Regions from separate parts of the Mus musculus genome. Here region 1 is linked to region 2. The links are chromatin contacts, called in public promoter capture Hi-C maps. All regions are on one chromosome and are shown on one strand. The core of a region is the stretch at or near the end of the contact, and the rest is flanking DNA. Distances in the headings are between cores, read along the strand shown. Region 1 overlaps Zfp697 (zinc finger protein 697). Region 2 holds the start of Sec22b (SEC22 homolog B, vesicle trafficking protein).

Evidence for each region. Promoter capture Hi-C pulls out the DNA fragments that hold promoters and counts their contacts.
Region 1: a promoter capture Hi-C map of pre-B cells shows a contact between it and region 2, with 7 times the contacts expected there. The contact joins the enhancer-like site here to the promoter of Sec22b in region 2. A contact is called at or near these places in 14 of 39 promoter capture datasets (the 3T3-L1 cell line, the C10 cell line, the HPC-7 cell line and 8 more), 1 of 484 Hi-C or Micro-C datasets (pre-B cells), 3 of 115 datasets of contacts at active chromatin or transcription factors (astrocytes, large pre-B cells and pro-B cells) and 2 of 9 other capture datasets (embryonic stem cells and liver).

Annotation. Positions count from the first base shown.
Region 1 is chr3:98,424,867-98,431,821 of GRCm38.p6, forward strand. It overlaps Zfp697 (zinc finger protein 697), which reads left to right. Exons shown (of 3, transcript NM_172863.4): 2 at 357-634; 3 at 2,296-6,955. The coding sequence starts at 394. The coding sequence ends at 3,764. Among named protein-coding and RNA genes, the nearest start is that of Gm4450, 29 kb to the right of the region's middle. Within about 2 kb of position 4,490, at least 30 of the 459 cell types and tissues checked have an H3K27ac peak or open chromatin away from gene starts, as enhancers often do. A contact at or near this core is called in pre-B cells and pro-B cells, where this site is marked.
Region 2 is chr3:97,895,853-97,902,592 of GRCm38.p6, forward strand. It overlaps Sec22b (SEC22 homolog B, vesicle trafficking protein), which reads left to right and starts at 5,375. Exons shown (of 5, transcript NM_011342.4): 1 at 5,375-5,568. The coding sequence starts at 5,494.

The DNA.
Region 1 (6,955 bases), core at 3,240-5,739, 530 kb after region 2:
AGAGTGCTTCTGGCCCTAGGTTCAATCCCCCTGTACTACGGATTAAAGTGAAAGTGAAACAAACAAACAGAAGCAATGTTGACATCCATGTCAAGTCATAAATGTACACTCAGACATTTACTTCGTAGACTGAACTGAGTGCTGGCATGTGGTCTCAGTGTGTGGCCATTGTCCCTCCCCTACCCAGATGTTTTACTTTACACAGTTGTTTATCCGAGGTGTGCGTGTGGTAGAGAGTTGACTCGCTGTTGGCATATGCAGCGTGTTTTATTGGACGGATAAATCAAGACCACACGGAGTAAAAGCTTGAATGCAGGTTGATAGAACCTTTCCCTCTCTGTGTTTTGTCTGAGCAGGGACTCTTGCTTACCTTCTTTGCCCTTCTCTTGCTGGATGGAACAGGAAGATAATCAGGGTGTGTGTGAATACCAGACTTCTGAAGACAGAGGCATGGATTCTGACTTGGAGAACTCTGAGGACCGAGAAGGGGACCCAGAAGAAAGAGGAATGGGCTCTAATCCATGGGACACAGAAGATAGAGGCCACCTGGAGCAGGAAGTGGACTCCAACCCACAGGATGATGATCTAAGAGGGGACTCACGAGAGAGGGACATAGCGTCCACTGTCTGTTCAGGTGAGAAGAATGAGTATCCTCTGAGGTGGCAGAACTCACATTTACATTGGATTCCACTGGCATACAACCAGGGCCAGCATCCTGGGGACCTAGGGGTGGGCTCTCCAAAAGTTGGTGCCATGAGTATTCATTCCTTTATACCATCTGCCACTGAGGCCACACTGGTAAGTATGAATAAAGGCCACTCCTAGGTGCTGCTCCTTGCTACAGATGATCACTTGTGACAACACTACAGTGGAATCGCAGCCAATACTGGGGCCTATCTCATAGATGCTGGGGGAGTACCATGATGTGTTGGATTTAAACAGTGACTTTGGACCCCAGAGAGATGGCTCAGTGGTTAGGAATGCTTACTACTCTTGCAGAAGACCTGAGTTCAGTTCTAAGCACCCATATCATTCTGCTCATAACTACCTGGAATCAGTTCCAGGGCATCCAAAGTCCTCATCTCTGCAGGTACCTGCATGTACTTGGCACACATAAACTCACGTTCATACATAATAGATGAATTTATATATGTATACACACATACACATATATTTTAAAGAGTGACTTAGCACAGTGCTGGGTGAAGTACATTGATATTTCTAGTTAAATCATCATTTCCTTCTCTAGAAGCAAATTTGGTGGTTAAGTGACCTACCTATGTCCATGAGGCTGATTACCCAAGTGCCCAAGTTCCTGGTTACCACTCTTGCTATTTCTGACCTGAAAGCAAGTTCTGGGTCTCTAGCCACTTCCCCTACCCTCGTGACCTCTCCCCCACTGAACAGAGATGGAGAGTAGAAGAGGGGGGGGGGTCCATTCTGTAGGTTCTGGGTATCAAAATTAAATTATAAAGCATGCGCGTCAGTGTAGCCCAGTGGTTCACAACCTGTGGGTCCTGACCCCTTTGTGGGCGTCTAATGACCCTTTCACAGGGGTTGGCCTGAGACCCTTGGAAAACACAGGTAATTACATTACAAGTCATAACAGAAGCATAATTACAATTATGAAGTAGCAAGGGAAGCAATTTTAGGGTTGGAGGTCACTACAGCATGAGAAATTATATATTAAAGGGTCGCAGCATCAGGAAGGTTGAGAACCAGTGCTATAGAGATGAGCTCTTTTGATTTTTTTTTTCTTAAGACTTGACTGCTTTTTGAGCACAAACTTGGTAGATGACAACACTGTTGCAATGTCAAAGGTTGGACATGCTTGCACGTTGTTCCCAGACTGACCAAATGGTTTTGTTGTTGTTGTTTTGTTTTAGAATCTGTCTGGGACCTGATGAGTCCTACTGGTCTCATACTTTCTGTGATTAACATGACTTGTGTTTTGAGGCTCTAGCTTTAGAAAGTATGGTTGAGAATCCCCCCTCCCACCCCCGCCTCGTTTTTTTCTTCTGGAAACATATTCCCATCTGGTACAAACCTAGCCATTCGCAGGCTTCAGGTGATTCAGCTGAGCAGAAGCTGGGGTGTCTAGTAGGCGGTGTCTGCCAGGAGAGTTGGCAGTGGGGCAGAGTGCATTATCCTTTAGTCTTAGCAGGAGGAAACTGGTAGGGAAGAGGCCGAGTAAAAAGTAGGGGTAAGGGGGCTGGGGGAGGGGCATTACTCCTTTGGCTCACCCTCCTGGCACATCAGGTCTAGTTGACCCCATTGCCAACTTGTCTGTTGCAGAGGGGCGGCTGAGTGAGGAAGAAAGGGCTATCCTCCGTGAGGAAGAGGACGACCAGCCTGGTGTGGCTGACATGGCTCTGTTCCCAGGACTGTCAGAATCTGACAGCATATCCCGGAGTCCGCGGGGAGAGGAAGATGAAGAGGAGGAAGACGAAGAAGAGGAAAGCGCTGGGGAGAACCGCTTGATAGAGGAGGAAGATCCATTGCCTACTCCCGTGCTTCCTTGGAGGCGTCACCTCTCCCTGGGCGGTCGACACCGGGGTGACAAGCCTGCTCACCGCCGCTTCCACCGGCTCCATCACCCCATGGCCATGGACCTCGGGGAACTAGACAGCCTGATGGCCAGTATCATGGACGCGCCCACCATCTGCCCAGACTGCGGGGAGAGCTTTAGCCCGGGCGCCGCATTCCTGCAGCACCAGCGCATCCACCGCCTGGCAGAGGCCGCCGCCGTGGCCAGCTTGGAGCCCTTCGGTTTGGCCGGCGAGTGCGGAGGAGTGGTGGGGATGATGGGCATGGGTATGGGCGTGGGCATGGGCGTGGCCGGCGGCTTCGGGGCGGGGCCCACGCTGGCCCGGCCCCCTCGCGAAAAGCCCTTCCGCTGCGGGGAGTGCGGCAAAGGCTTCAGCCGCAACACCTACCTGACCAACCACCTGCGGCTGCACACGGGCGAGCGGCCCAACCTGTGCGCCGACTGCGGCAAGAGCTTCAGCTGGCGCGCCGACCTGCTCAAGCACCGGCGCCTGCACACGGGCGAGAAGCCCTACCCGTGCCCGGAGTGCGGCGAAGCCTTCAGCCTCAGCTCGCACTTGCTCAGCCACCGGCGCGCGCACGCGGCGGCGGGCGGCGGCGCGGGCTCGGCGGGCTCGGCGGCGGCGCTGCGGCCCTTCGCATGCGGGGAGTGCGGCAAGGGGTTCGTGCGCCGCTCGCATCTGGCCAATCACCAGCGCATCCACACCGGCGAGAAGCCGCACGGCTGCGGCGAGTGCGGCAAGCGCTTCAGCTGGCGCTCGGACCTGGTGAAGCACCAGCGCGTGCACACGGGCGAGAAGCCCTACATGTGCTCCGAGTGCGGCGAGACCTTCAGCGTGAGCTCGCACCTCTTCACGCACAAGCGCACGCACTCGGGCGAGCGGCCCTACGTGTGCCGGGAGTGTGGCAAGGGCTTCGGCCGCAACTCGCACCTCGTCAACCACCTGCGCGTGCACACCGGCGAGAAGCCCTTCGGCTGCGGCCAGTGCGAGAAGCGCTTCAGCGACTTCTCCACGCTCACGCAGCACCAGCGCACGCACACCGGCGAGAAGCCCTACACATGTCTCGAGTGCGGCAAGAGCTTCATCCAGAGCTCCCACCTCATCCGCCACCGGCGCATCCACACCGGCAACAAGCCTCACAAATGCGCGGGCTGTGGCAAGGGCTTCCGCTACAAGACGCACCTTGCACAGCACCAGAAGTTGCACTTGTGTTAGGGAGGGCATCCGAATGAGGCGGCGGTGGGAGTCGTCTGGCTACTGATCTGTAGATGTTGGGGAAGGGGCAGGAGGGACAGTCTGAGAGTGTCTGGGGGAGCCTTTTGGTGTTTGCCACCCCACCCCCCAGGAGATGGTTAATAAGAGTTGTTACTTCGAGGTGCCTACCTCCACCTTCAAAGTAACTCTTAGAAGATGTGCTTGACTTGATAGCTTACTTAAATACACACTGCGAAGAGTGAAAAGCTTGGAAAAGCAGAGTTGGGAGGACCCCGAGGAAAGGCATTTGGGGCTGTGTAGAGAGGCTTGGACTGTGTGAGAACTGAGATAGGTGATTTGTTTAGAGTTACAGGCGTACAACAAAAAGCGGGTAGAAATAAGAATGTCACACTCCCGGGGCATGGTAAGCCTGAGTTTGCCCTAACACCTCACTTATCAGCTCTATTACGACCCTTCTCATCCCTATAGAAGAGGTTGCTAAGTATCCACTTCCCTTTCTATGAGCCCCAGCTGCTATTTTGAGACATCCTGGGGAAATCGAGCAGAAAAACTGCACAGTTATGTCAAAGGGCAAAAGTTTAGAAATCCACATACATTGGTTCTTAGATCTCTTAGGAAATCCTGCACCGGTTTCTTCGCTAATTCTTGAAACTGCTCAAGCTTCATGTAGGGTCAGGGGTGCCTAGGGATGGCCCCATCTGCTATGTAAATTAGGACTTGCCTGCCAGGTCTCAGCTGTCAGTGGAGAGTAGGTTTCAGGAAACCGGTAGACTGTCAGCAGCTGCCTCAGAAACTGTTCACAAAAGTCAACTAGCTGGCTCAGTTTTGCTGGCTTTGTGTAGATTTGTGTAGAGCAGGAAAGCCAAGTTCACAGGTTGGGGTGCCTTCATTTGCATGCGTGTGCCCTGACCCCAAGAACCCCCAAATTACTCACAAATTAATGAGAGATGTGATCCAAACAGGATTTTCGTCCCTGCCCCATCCCCGACCCCCCACCTCCGACCCCCATATATAAGAGGCACACATGTCCACGTGGAGGGCACAGTCAGGGAGAGTTGGAAATGCAAAATTGCCAAATAGCACAAACAGTGAATGTTTTCCAGTTATACGAGATGCCAAAATAGCACTTTTGTATTTAACAGAGTGCTTTATGCTTTTTAATGACTGTTAGTGTTTCTCACATGCCTGTGAGATACATCAGCATTGCAAACTGTGACTGGGGAAAGTCTGGGGGAGGAGTGTGGTAAGCCTTTCAGAGAAAGGCCCAGGGCAATGAATGGTGGAGCCTGCCCTTTTGTGTTCCAAGCTCGGTTGCGAGGATGACTTACGTGCTCTGATTTATATCATAAAGCAAGAAGACTGAGCATTCTTACACTTGATGGAAAAATTAAAGCCTAGAAGGACCAAAGATGTCCTTATTGACAAAGCTGGCCTTTGTCACCTGATTCCAGTATTCTCACTGTCTTCTATTTCTAGTAGGGAGCTGGAGTCAAATAACTTGTATAGATTTTGGTTACCTACCCTTAAGTTCCCTCCCGTAGATTAGCCTTTAGAAGTCAGTGTGGTGGCCGGCAGTGAAGTTTTCTTCACTAACATTTATTACCCTAGATTATTCATGGGAATCTGGAACTGTTGGACACAGTTGAAAGTGTGGTGGGGAAACCATACAATTGTTTTTACAGTTTTAGCCAAGTTTCTGTGAATGCTAGAGATTTATACTTGATTATTTGTATTTTCATAATGAGCTTCTTTGGGGACTCTAAAGAAGCATTTTTGTTTTTTTTATTTTTTATTTTTTTATTTTTCATTCTAGGGACACTAAAAAAGAAATCTGGGGAACATCCGGGCTTTTGTATATTACCTGCTGATCTTGTACACTTAATCTGTTTACTGTTGTTCACAGATGAAAACAGATACGCTAGGGCTAGTTTTGAAAAACACTAATTCTCTTCAGTCTTCTTTAGTGAAGACTTACACTTGCAAAGTCTGTGCCGCCTATTCTGACTCATGCTGTCTAGGTGCCCAGTGTATGAGAGCCACTTAAAACAACGCAGCCAATTTGTAAGCAGTCTTCATTCTCCCTCTCTCCCTCCCCTCCCCCTCTCTGTTTTTCTCTCTCCAAGGATTCTTTCCATAGCCCTGGCTGTCCTGAAACTCATCCTGTAGAGCAGGCTGGCCTTGAACTCACAGAGCTCCACCTGCCCCTGCCTCTGATCCAGAGTGCTGGGGTTACAGGTGACCCCAACCATAACCAGTTCATTTTTTTCCTTTTTTTTTTTTGAAATGCACATCTACCTCTTCCCTGTTTTAAGTTCTCTCAAGAGTTTGCCAATGAAATGTAATCCAACTTTTGATTCTTCATATATATTTTTAACCACTTTATGGGCTTTTTGTTTTGCTTTGGCCCTTTGCTGCCATTATTACACACAGGAGAGCCATTATCAAATGTTTTACAGAACAGCAGCGTTAGAGAGTGGGTTTGGTGGGTTGTGGATAACCAAGATGGCGTGAAGTAATGGCAGTAGAAACCCATGGACTTCTCTTGTTCTTTCTATCGCTGTGGATAAGAGAATCAGCTACTGTGTTATTCCTTATCTGAGCCAAACCCCTTAGCAGAAGAAACTGTCCAGCCACACCGAGTGCTCGAATGGTGTATTTACAATGTGATTCTAGTCTCTTCTTCAGGGAACATGCCTGCATTACATGAAATTCCATGCGCCCAGCTGGTTATTTCTTGTCTTCCATCTTAGAAGAATTGTGTTTCTTCAGGATACTCTTGTACCTGTGGTTCATGCTTGAAATGTTAAAGATTCCTTAATCCAACTTATACCGGGTTGGAGGCACTTGTACTATTTATTTCCTGGGAAATTTTGGTCAAAAGCCAGCTTCTTTTGCTGTCTTTAATAAGAAAAACTTGAAGTTTAGGAGCTTAAAAGACTTAGCCTGAGGCAGAAGGAGGTGAGCACTTAATCCTTTGAGCCATGCGGTCTCTTTTACAGTCTAGAAACTGTACATATATGTGAAAAGGAAAAAAAACCCTATATATATATATTATATATAAAACAATGTTCATAGACAATCTGAACTATGTTTCTGATGTGTGCACACTTTCCATTTTAGTGCTATTTTACATCTGTTCGTTAAAGTATTAAGTAATTTAATGACCCCAAGAGTACCAGATTCTGTGAGTG
Region 2 (6,740 bases), core at 4,125-6,624:
TTTGACATATAACGAAAATCGTATTGATCTGGGCACACACTTGTCACACCAGCACTTGGGAGGCTGAGGCACAAAAGTCTTGATGTCAAGACTAGCTGGGGCTACCGGTAGTGAGATGCCTTGTATGAATCAGGCAAACAAGCAGGCAAGCAGTCAATCGATCAATCAATCAATGCATTCTTTTTATAAAGTGGTATCAATACTTCTCAGATTAACTCTTTTGTTTATTTCTCAGTTTAAAAAAAGAAGGCGTCACCATGCCTTAATCACCTAAAATTCTAGCTCAATTTTAATATCATTTTAATATCTGCAAGAAGTGACAAGATACACAAACAGATTTTTTAACATGCTTTTTAAAATGTGCATGGGTATTGTATGTATGTATGTATGGGCAACATGTCTGCTCATGGTGCCTTTGGAGGCCGGGTTCTCTCTGCGAGAGCAGCTGGTGTCCTTACCCTCTGAGCTTTCTCTCTGGGAGCTGCTTCTAAAACTGGGATTTGGGTTGTGGCTGTCCAAGGGCTTTGAGAAAGAGGAACAGTGCATAGAACTTTGTATCTGGCTGGGACCACATTCCCTAATGACCATGAGAGAAAAAAGAGAGTAGGCATGGCTGAAAGATACAACCTCAAGATATCAAAAAGAAATTACTCAGAAGTAATTAGGTAATTTCAGCCACTCTAAACCACTAGACGAGTAAAGACCGTGGAATAAAAGAAACAGAAGCTGGGAGGCTGGGGGACAGGAAGACAGGCATCCGAGGAGGCTACAGAGTCAATCAATAGTAGTTGAGATGGGAACTTGGGGCTCCGTGAAGCCACTAAGTCTCTGAGACTAGGAAAGCAGAGACTCAGGCCTAAGGACAGAAGAATGGGTATGTGGAGAAATCTACCATCCAACTCCTTAATAATTCACACTGAGGCAGGGGAAGCAATAGGGTTGGTTGGCTGGGGGTGGACAGAGACAGGGCCAGGTAGAATGTGATCCCTGTCAGCATGAAAGAAATAGATGGAGACTATGTCTTTGTTTACTATGAACTGGGTTGTATAGAGCAGTGAGGATTTTCTTCAGCCTTTGAGACATATCAGACATTCACCAATATCACAAACACCAAGACAGTGGGAGGCTCCAGGTGCTGTGCCCTAAGAGCTAACTCTTTCTTTCTTCTTAAGATTTATTTATTTATTTATTTATTTATTTATTGAATGTATATGAGTACACTGTAGCTGTCTTCAGACACACCAGCAGAGGGCATCAGATCCCATTACAGATGGTTGTGAGCCACCAAGTGGTTGCTGAAATTGAACTCGGAACCTCTGGAAAAGCAGTCAGTGCTCTTACCCACTGAGCCATTTCTTCAGCCCCCAGCTAACACTTTCTTTACACTGTTTAGAGGCTTGTTGTGCAAAAGGTATGTTTGTTTGCTTGTTTGCTTGTTTTTAAGTTGAAGTTCAACCTTTCTTTGGGGGTCTGCCAAAACCTCTATCTTTTTCACCCCAAGAGATGAGTGGCCTGGCCCTGCTTTCTACCTTGTTTCCCTGACAAAGCAAAGAAACCAGGTAGACACCACAGCTATCTTCTAGAAGGCAAAGGGCAGTTTTGCTATGGTCCATTATCTGAACCATGCTATTGAACGTGGCAGTGATTTTAAACAGGGGCTCCCACCTGGCTTATAGCACATGCTTCGTTTCTTTTGCCATTTCCACTTCAGTGACTGGAGGGAGTGTGTAAGTGAGATTGTAAGGAGCTTTAGCCAGGGAAGATAATTCAAAGTAGCCTGTACTTAATGACCAGTCTAGATTGGTGCTGCTGCAACCCCAAACCTAAGCCATGATACACCCCCAAAGGCCCCCCCACATACACCACGCACCAACACACACACCCTGTATACCCAGAGTCTGCAATGCCTGGAGGCATCTCCAAAGGGTGAGCACAGGCCAAAAATAATAACATAATATAATATAACATAACACAATACAACACAACACAACACAACACAACACAACACAACACAACACAACTGAGTTGACTGGCATGGAAAAGGACCAATCAGAACAAAAGCTGATTTATGTAGGCCAGAATTCAACGTTCTTTTGAGGTTACATTTAGAAGTGGAGACTGAAGAGGGAGATACTCAGCCTGGGAGCCATGTACTAATCTGTAAGAAAGTGTTCCTTTTTTAAAAAGTCATGAAGAGGCACTAGTGTGTATGGGTGTGTAACATGCTGAGCTGAGTGAGTACACAACTGTCCTGCTCGCTTTGATGGCACCTGGAAATATCTGTCATTGCTCTAATCAAGTCTTTCCCAGTAGCAGTTTAATATATTATTAATTTAATTTGGGTATGTGCATTGTTCAATTGCTTGGTATGTTTCAAGAATTTTCTAGCACGGCTAGCTGTGAGTCAGTCCCCTGCCTGTCCTCATTCCCACTGCCAAGGGTCTAGAATTTGACTCATTTCATAACATTGTGTGTTGTCAGGTTTTAGGCAGGTGAAGGATAAACATGAACTTCAGCAATTTGAATATTCTCTCTCTCTCTCCCTCTCTCTCTCTCTCTCTCTCTCTCATTTTTTTTCATTCAATGTAAAATAGTCAAGGAGGGCCTTCCCTGGATCTAGCACAGAGCTGCTCATCATTACATGGTGGTGTGTTGCTCAAAGGGTCAAAGACCAAGAGCTTGAAATCACTAACAGATGTGAACAGGATAATGTGCATCGAGTTGGAAGCAAAAGTGACTCAGATTCCAGAGTTCCTAAGGTCTGAGGCGCTGATCAGATATGGTACTAGCTTTTCCCGGTTGCCCATTGAGCAACCTGAGAAGACCACACCTTCCCTTGAAATAACAATTCCAATGCCTGAGGGCACAAGAATCATGCTGTATGTTTAAAAGGAAAACCTAGGGGTGCAAGAAATGGTTGGTAGAGGGCTGGAGATGTAGCTCAGTGGATGAGTGTCTGCCTGGCTTGTGTAAGGCCTGGGTTGGCTCCTCAGCACTGGGCATGGGGTGGGGTGGGGCAGGACTTGACCCAATAAAGAAATTTTGTAACTAAAATGAACCCCAAGAAGCCTAATCAAGAGGAGTGGAATTTATCATAAAGAAACAATGATAAATGGCAAACGTTCATGAAAAGACCATAACTAACCTACTGTTTTCTGTGCTAACATAAAAATTACAAAATCTTAAAAACCATTTAAAACAAGCAATGGCATCTGAGAAACACTCAGGCAACGAGCACATAGGCCTTGGAGAAAGCTGAGAGCACAAACTGAAACAAACCTGAGAGGCAGCTTCTCTGAACACGCCTCCTACTGTATCCATAGGCTTTCCACCTGCACCCGAGCTCCCTGAAATAACGACACTGAGACTAAAATTATCTATGAATAATTATTCATAAATACTGCCCAGGCCAAAAGCTTTGGCTAACTTCTGTTAGCTCATAGGTCAATCAGCCCACTTATTCTAGTCTAAGTTCTGCCACGTGGTTAATTATCTCTACATCAGCATTCAGGCAAATCTCTTCCCTCACCTCATTTTATCCTAGAAATCTCTCTCCCCACTGGAACTCCTATTTCCTGCCTCAGCCAACAGCCAACAGTATTTTATTGGCAGGTGATGCTTCCACAAGAGAGTCTCTCTACATTCTATGCTTTGCTCTCTCTGTTCCCCGGACCCACATGGTGTAGCCTTATTGCCAATATTTATGCCATTATCCCCTATTACTAAAATTATTCTATCGGATCAAGGACAATCATTTGAGATCATGGTAGAAGACATATCTTTGTTGAGTGGAAGAAAGAAGTTAAAGATCGTGGTATCTGTAGACTATTCTAAATGTATTATGATTCTACCAAATAAGGCATTATACACTCCAAAATTGATTTCCACTCCACATTGGCTCAGGTTGCCAAATGACAGGTGTGAGCTGTGGCAAGCAAGGGAGGATGTGATTGTAAATACAAGGCCAGCATAGGTGAGTTCTAGGCCAACCAGAGCTGCATAGCAAGACACTGTCTGGAGGGGGGAATTATATATGAAAGAGGAGAGATAATATGAGAGAATGCTTATTAATCAGTAGCTAGAGCTGAACTTGAGCTCAAAGCCTGTTTACATCACTTCTAACTACATGACCTGCTTGGAAAAATCTTTGCAGTCTTCCCCAAGTATAAAGTGAGAGCCTTCAGCTAACAAATTTCACAGAGTTGTTTAGTTAAATGTTCAGATAATCATAAGACACTAAGTATTTAGCAAAGAATAGTTATTACTAATGTAATAAGTATATTTGTATAATTCCTTTCTTTCTTTCTTCCTTTCTTTCTCTCTCTCTCTCTCTCTCTCTCTCTCTCTCTCTCTCTCTCTCCCTCCCTCCCTCCCTCCCTTCCTTCCTTCCTTCCTTTTCTAAGTTTACAAAACCCCTGTACCTCCACGTTCTTCTCATTTAATATTTACAAAAACCCTCTTGAGGCCAAGAATATCCCTATCTCATTGATGAGGACACCAAAGAAGAGAGAGATGAGAACTCTTCCTTAACGGTGATTATCTAGAGGTTGCTTCAAAAGCAAGTGAAAACCAAATTACTGGAAAGCCTGGTAAGATTCCCCTTTCTATACCATGATAGAGGCAGCCAAGAACCTAGATTTGGGGAGGCTAATGATGTATGTGATCCCCCTGTACTTCTTCATTTATTAATATATGCATATATATACATATATATATGAATAAATATATATAATACTAAATATTGCTGATCTCTTTTTAAAAGTTTCATGTGTGGGGGTGGCTTACTTCCGCTCCTGCCTGTGCAGCACGTGCATGGAAAGGTTGGAGAGGCCAGAAGAAGGTGTCAGATTCCCCTGGAACTGGAGTTACTGATGGTTGTAAACCAGCATGCGGGTGCTGAGTTGAACTCCGGTCCTCTGAAAGAACAGCCAGAGTTCTTGATCCCTGGGGCGGTCTCTCCAGCTCCTATTTGCCAATCTCTTACCACAAACTGTTTAAGAACTTTGTGACAGTATAAACACCCAGGCCAGAAAAACCCTCAAGAAACGAATCTCTGCTGAGACATACACAGATTATAAAATATTATACATAAAATGCTCTGTAAAAAAAATCTGAAAATACATAGCTTTACAGTTGCTTCATACTCCATTCGTCTAAAAAGTTCGCTCTCAGTCACCTTTCAAGCCCTACTAAGCTTGAGCGCCACTCCTCTTGCAGAGACACCACTTAGTGGAAACAAAAATTCACAAATGTGGGCGGGACTTGGTCGGAGGAATGACTGCGGAACTAAAGTTCCCGGTGGTTGTGGTTCTCGGTGGGAAGCCAATTGAAAGGACCGGTAGTGGAAAGCTCTGAAGTCGTTTCCGGCCACCTCAGCGGGAAGCGGAGACGCCAGCGGCTAGCTGTTGGGGACCTCAGCCGGAGGTGTAACTGGCCGCCGCCGGAGAAGAAGGGACAGTGACTGAGGCGGCCTGGTCTCCGTAGCCAGGGAAGATGGTGCTGCTGACGATGATCGCCCGTGTGGCGGACGGCCTTCCGCTGGCCGCCTCGATGCAGGAGGACGAGCAGGTAAGCTGCTGCCGGAGCCCCGAGCTCGCCCTGCTCCCGGCTAGTGAGACCCTAGCGACCTCACAGACTCCTTCCCCCTCTTCTCGAGAGCTCTTTTACCGTTTGCTCGTGAAAAGACTACCTGTGAGAAGAAATCCTTGTGGAAGGAGTTAGAGTTATGGTGGTAACTGTTCCTCTCTACACAGAAGCCCCGGAGAAAGCTTATCCAGGTTTAATTTGATCACCCAGTTTGTGATGACTTTTTAGGGACCTTCTTAGAATTTAGGACTTTTCTTTTGGGCTGCTGTTAAGGCTGCTGACTAATATATCTGGGGAAGACCAACCCTTGGTTTCTTCACCTCGCTTTCCTGTAGCTCTTGATCCTTGACCTAGCTCGATGACATATTTTGATAGAGGATGAGGTAATATTGCCACTTACAAAGTTGTCAAGGTTCAGTAAAGTGCCTACTTTCACGGCTATGCCTGATTTTCTCCTGCTCTCATAAAGTATATTATTCAGATGAGCCCAAGAATATGATCCGGACAAAGGAGATTGGGGGCTGGGAGTCTTAGAGAACACTTCCTTTGAAAAATATTTTCCCCGTGAGGGGTATCAGTGGGGTAGAGATGGGCAGAATCTGATCAGTTGCACTGAAGTCTAATGGAGGAGAGGGACCAAAGTGGGTCTGAAATGCTACTCAATATCAGTGGGCCCCTACTCTCTGCTTTGAAATTTTTCTGAAAAAAATTCATGGATTCTTTCTTAATTTTAAACTTGGTATTTATTTGATATTGGTCTGCCAATATTGGTTTGTTTCATTGATGAGAAGTTCTCCACAGAAGTGTTTTGTTTTGTTTTTCTGGTTGTGATTTATCATTTCCCTTTATTAATTTTGATTTTAAATAATAAGCCTTTCTGAACCTTCAATGTCTGCAGAAGCATCGGTCTCAGACTCTTGTTTTACCATCATGATAGTAGACAGAACGTCACACACAGCCTCATATAGAACAGCACTGTCCTGAGAGTGCTAGGGGTGCTATTTCTCTGGCCCTCCTCATACCACCCATGTCAGAGTGTGTGCTCTTATTGCCCTTCACAGGGGCTCTTAGGCTTAAAGTCACACTGCTAACAAGTAGGGTAATGGAATGTGCCCAGGGTTGTTGGTGGTGCTGGTGCTGGTATGGTGCTTTGC